Linked DNA regions of Mus musculus: region 2 is linked to region 1. The links are chromatin contacts, called in public Hi-C maps. All regions are on one chromosome and are shown on one strand. Each heading gives the region's core, a stretch centred on a gene start, on an enhancer-like site or on the middle of the called end of the contact. The rest is flanking DNA. Distances are from core to core; before and after follow the strand shown.

What was found. Hi-C and Micro-C count contacts between places; a contact is called where the count stands out from the background.
Region 2: a contact with region 1 is called in a Hi-C map of B cells, with 5 read pairs. The contact joins the promoter of Mcph1 here to the promoter of Elavl1 in region 1. A contact is called at or near these places in 1 of 39 promoter capture datasets (cranial neural crest) and 1 of 484 Hi-C or Micro-C datasets (B cells).

The regions. Positions count from the first base shown.
Region 1 is chr8:4,323,713-4,326,502 of GRCm38.p6, forward strand. It overlaps Elavl1 (ELAV (embryonic lethal, abnormal vision)-like 1 (Hu antigen R)), which reads right to left and starts at 1,388. Exons shown (of 6, transcript NM_010485.3): 1 at 1,174-1,388. It also overlaps a transcript of Ccl25 not described here.
Region 2 is chr8:18,593,704-18,596,493 of GRCm38.p6, forward strand. Mcph1 (microcephaly, primary autosomal recessive 1) reads left to right here and starts at 1,428. Exons shown (of 14, transcript NM_173189.3): 1 at 1,428-1,932. The coding sequence starts at 1,893.

The DNA of each region.
Region 1 (2,790 bases), core at 138-2,637:
CAATACTTTCCCCATGCTATTTCACAGGCATTTCAATACGGCTTATTCAAGATCTTAGGTGCTTCACCCAGATCATCGGATAGGGCTGGAAGAACTTTTCCAGGAAGACTGCTTAAAGATTTCTCACCTCTCTGTGTATGTGTTTTGGTGGAGGGAAAAAAACGAGAGAAAGAACCCTAGCAACGCCTCAATGTGTTTTTGGTACTCACAACTGGAAGAAGTAGGAGGCAGAGATGCTAATACTCAGTAGGCAGAAGAAGCCAGGCATGCTATCCAACTTTCTGCAATGCATAGGGCAGCCAGGCCCTCCCAACCAACCATTATCTGACTCTAACTGCCTGTAACAAGGAGGTTAAGAAAGCTTTAACATCCGATCTTGCCTCTTCTAGAGCTCTGGCCAGCGGTGTCCCACATGGACACTTCCGATAATGGAAGCTCTGTCTAGTGCAAAAAAGTTCTCCACCTGCTCTCCACATAGTAGGCGTCAAACCCATTTTGGCATGCTTTAGCAGCAGAAGACAAGAGAAAGGGAAGATCCATCATCACTACCCATTGTTCAACAGCGTGCAATTGCCTTTTTAATATTTACACGTTATTTTACAAATGAAAACGTCCCTAAAACAGCTTTGTTAGAGATGGCGATCAAAGAAAAAATTTCCCCTTTCTCTTCTAGACTTCTACACACAGACGAAAGGTTTGCACACTTCTAAAAGGACCTCATGATTCGTCGCGGTGTGTCCAGAAAATCGTCCACAAAAGAAATCTATGGGATTTCCCGAGGGAGCAAGTCTGTGGGCCATGACCTCTGGCGCCCAAGGTCCTCGCTCCACTCTTCCACCCCCGGATCACCGGGCCTCCGAGATCAACTATCCGGGGCCCCCCAAGCCTCGGAGCCCGGCCCCCCAAAGCGCGTGCCCACGCTGTGTCCTTCTCCCGCCTCTCTCGCGGGAGCCCAGAGGAATCTGGCCCGGCGGAGGCTTGTCGCCAACCTGAATCAAACAGAGTCGGTTCCCATTCGCCCAGCCGCGGCCCACACGCGCGTCTCCATACCCAGGCCTACCGCGGCCTGGGGCCTTCGGCCGGTGCAGGCCCGGCGGACGCCCGTGGGGCTAGGCGAGCTCAGGCCCTAGCGCGGCCTACTCTTTCGGAAGTCGCCGAAGCCTCCGGCCTCACCTGAACACGGGCGGGAAGGCCCGGGACTCTGCTCCGGGGCGGGCGGCGCGGCGATAACGGCTCCGCACGGCCTCGGCAGCGGTGGCGGCGGCGGCGGCGGCGGCAGAGCGGTAGCGGTAGCGGTAGCGGCGACGGCGACGGCGACGGCGACGGCGACGGCGACGGCTGCGGCTCCTCCTCAGCGCGCACGACCCGCTCCCCGGCCCCGCGGCCCAGACACGCCCCCTGCTCAGCGCGCTCTGCTATTGGTCAGTGTCTTTGAAGAAGCGACGCTCATTGGTTGGCATGGCTGTCGCGGTACGCGGGTGCGCGCGGCGTAGGCGGGACTTCCTGTCGGCGTCGTCCGCGGTGGACCAAGGCGCCCAGTGGAGTCGCGAAGTGGCTGGCGATGGCCGCGGAGAGGGTGAGTTGGAGCCTGGCCCGCAGTGGACGCCGTCTGGACGTCGAGGCCAAAGAGTGGCGCTCTTTATAGAACGCACGTCGTGTGATCCTCACAATGCGGGCTGTGCAGCCGCTTACGTCCAGAGAAAGCAAGTTGGTCATCGGGAGCCCTCGCTAGGAGGACAGGATCCCCGATTCGAATCCCGGCCCGGACATTTCCGGTCTGCCTGCAGTTGAGCACCGGCTGACGTCACTGAGCCGGGCCTCAGTTTTGTTATCTGGTGAAGCGGGTTAAAGGATGTGGTCAGCATGGTCAGCCTCTGGGAATCTAAAGTTAAAATTTCTTGGTTTTAAGATTTTTCTTAGTGTGTATGCATGGGTGTTCAGCCTGCATGTATGTTAACCCTGTGCACCATATGCGTGTAGTGCAGATGGGAGTCAGAGAGAAGGTCGGATCCTCCGGGGGACTATTGTTAACTGCGTTTGGGAGCCGACTACTGAACCCATGTCTTCTGTAAAAGCAGCCAGTGATCTTAATTGCTGAGCCATCTTTCCAGCCCCACTTCCTTCGAAATTTAAAATGCCTACTATGTGCCAGGCAGTCGGGCAGTGACCAGAAAAACAACTGCCTGTGCCTTTTGGAGGCTGCTGTTCTGGACTAGTGCTATCAGAAACGTATATGCCACCCTGTTTGATTGAAAACTTCTCTATTGTCTCTACCTCTGTCCACCGTTTTTTAGCGTGTTTGTTTTCTTTTAGTCGGGATCTTCCTAAGTAGTCCTGGCTTGGAACTTATAAATCACGCTGACCATTGCCTCATAGAGATCTGCCTGCCTCTGTTTCCTGATTGCTGGGGTTTAGGGTGATGTTTCATATGATCCAGGTTGGCCTTAAACTTTCTGTGTAACGAAGGATGTCAGTGAAATGATCCTTTTGCTTTCATCTCCCAAGTTCTAGGATTACAGGCCTGCAACACAGCCGCTGCGTGTAGGTAACCTTTTAAAAGTAGTTCTACAGGATTTGAAAAAAAGTTATATTCAAAATTTTTATATTATGTATGTATTTGTTTGTATGTATGTACGTGTTTTTAAAGGATGGTGTTTGTGTATATGTGTATAATATGTATATATTATAATATGCATGTGTTTGTGTGACCATCTATGTGAGAGTCAAAGGGTTACTTGGAGGCGTCAGTTCTTCCGTCATAAGAGATATGGGGGTTGAACTCAGGTTTAC
Region 2 (2,790 bases), core at 178-2,677, about 14 Mb after region 1:
CTTGCTTTGGACTAAGTTTGCACACCATGTCCATCCAGCAAAGCTGATCAAACCAAAGTGGAGTCAGTCATGCTGAGTGGCAGGGAATCTAAGTGAAAGGTTAGAGAACCCAAAGGGTCCCAACAGTAAGAGGAGATAAGATGCCGGTTCACCTAAGATAGCCAAATAAGGAAGTCTGAGAACCAAGCCATGGTTCTGATTCTGTGTTCCCTTCTCAGGAATCCTAGTCCTGCTCTTACTGCCTGTATAAAGTGAGAGCATACAGCCGAGGGGAGGGTTATTTAGATCGGAGGGAGAGTTCAGCCTGAGGCATCTGGAAAAGTCCACAGAAGGGAGAGAAAGCTCTCTATCGGACTTGGCCAGCAGGGTAGGTCAGGCCATGAGAGGAGTGGGCACTGGGAAGAAAGGTGGAAGAGAAGAGAGAAAAGCAAAAGAGAGGACAGAGGGTGGGGTAGGGAAAGGGGGAGGAGCAGGGGGAGGGGAGGGGGGAGAGAGAGAGGGTCAGTAGGACTAAGTACCAGCCTGAAATGGCGGGGTTATATAGGAATGAGAAGCTTGGGGAACTGAAGCCCAAGAGCTGGAGAAGTTTAGAGCAGGAGGTGGGTTGAGAAACGCTAAAAGGAGCCACAGGTACCACGTAAGCCTGGAGGCCAGCAGACACTGTGGTATGTTACTGGGCACCTTAAGCAGCCATTTTGTCTTGAGTTTCTCTTTGCACTGCCTAGTGAAAGCTCTCCCACTGTGTTAGTGAAGATGCTTCAATTCGTGAATTCCCATTAACAGCTCATCACTCGGAATTTGGCTTTTTAAAATTATATATATTATATATTTTAATATGTACATTTAAAATAATTTTGAAATATATATATATGTATATGTGTGTGTATATCTATATAAATTATCTTTTTTTTTTTTTTTTAAAGCCAAATTGCTGGGCCAGTCTGTAATCCTAGCTCTTGGGGAAGGCTGAGTCGGGAGAAGGGCTGAGTGTTGTGAGCTAGAAACCAAGGCCATCTCTCTAAACACCCAACCAGGAGCTAAGGAGATGGCTCAGTGGTTAAGAACATTTGCTCTAGCAGAGGACCCGAATTTGGTCCCTGGCTCCCTTATGGTGGCACATAACCATGTGTAATTGGATCTGACGCCCTCTAGTGACCTCCACTGGCACCAGGCACGCACGTGGTGCAAATATGTACAAGCAGGCAAAGTACTCACACGTGTAACAAATAAATACAAAACCCAAAACAACCTGTCTGTCCAAACCAGTTGGGTGGTTTTTTTGTTTTTGTTTTTAACGCCCGGCGCTTAAGGCGACGAAAGGATACTGTTATCTACAGAAGAGCAGGCACTCCCTGGCTTCCGTCCTCCCTAGGCGGCTCCGTCCTCCTCCCTCTCCCGGCAGCCCTTGCGCGGGGAGGCGGGCCCGCGTCCGACCCGCCCCCTCGCAGACTCGCGGGCGGGAGGTTTGAAGACCCAGAGGGCCCGCGGACGCTGCAGCAGTCCCGCTCGCGCTCCAGGGTGCAGGGCTGAGGCAGGGCCCACGGGTGGGTCCCCTCCCCGGTCACCGAGCGCTGCGCAACGAGGACGAGCGAACCCTGCGGGGACAAGCGACCGCGGCGCTGACCTGCGCCCTGAAGCCGCGGTGCGGCGGGCTGACTCCTGCCAGGTCGCCGGAGAGCTTCAGGGCCGCCCGTGAGCGATCAGGTCTCGGCTGTCGTGTGTCACTGAGCCGGGCGCTCTCGGCGAGGGAAGGGAACCCGGAGCCCTTGCGCACACACACACACACCCCTAAGCCTGACGCGGCGAGCCCAGGGGGCACGGCCTGCGCATGCGCACCCCTCTGCCTTCCTGCCGGCGCACGCTCGGTCCCGCAGCTTCAAGCTGGTCGGGTCATGGAGGCCTCGGGAGGCGTTGGGGGCGCCTTTCTGAAAGGTGAGGAGACACGCCCAGTAGGGAGGGGGCTGGGGTCTAGGCTCCCAGCGCCTGGTTGTCTTGCCTGGGCCGCCGGGATCGGCTCCCAGGCCAGGTCCCATCCCATCTCAGGGCTCCCTACGCCCGAGGTCCTCTCACATCCTAGGTTCCCTCACACCCGGAGTCCCCTCACTCAGGATCCCGACCACCTGTGTGGACACCCCACATACATTCACCCTGTGACCTTCATCGACCCCTATGTGTTCCCCAATCCCCCCACCCCACCCCGGTGCAGGCTGAGCCCTGGAGAGCTGGCGGGAGGATAGGCTCCTGTCTTAGCTTTCTGGGATCCTCTTGCCTCTATGGCCTCTGCAGTTGTGGGATCAGGAAAAGTAAGAATTTGGTAATAGTGTGATGGCCTCTGGAGGGTCCTACCTGAGTAGAGCTGCCTGACACTTGTGGAGCTCACCTTTTTTTTTGTTGTTGTTGTATTTTTGTCGTGCTAACACGTGCTCAGAACATGGGACCCTGGGTGAGGAGATTCCAAGTATAAATATATTTTATATATTTATATATTATATTTATTATAGCTATGTGTTTATTATATTTATATCATATATGTGTATATATATTTAAATTTTTATTTATTATTTTAGAAAGCAAGTTTGCCTCCAACTTGCTATGTAGCTGAGGCTGACTTATCTCTGTTTTTTAATTTGGTTTGGGGGTGTGGGGTGGGGGTGTGGGCTTGCTTGTGTAACAAAGTTTCTCTTGTGGCTCTAGCCTTCCTGGACCTGGAAACTCTGTCTCAGTCTGTAGACCAGGCTGACCTCAGAGATCTGCCTACCTCTGCCTCTCAAATACTGGTTTTAAAGGGAT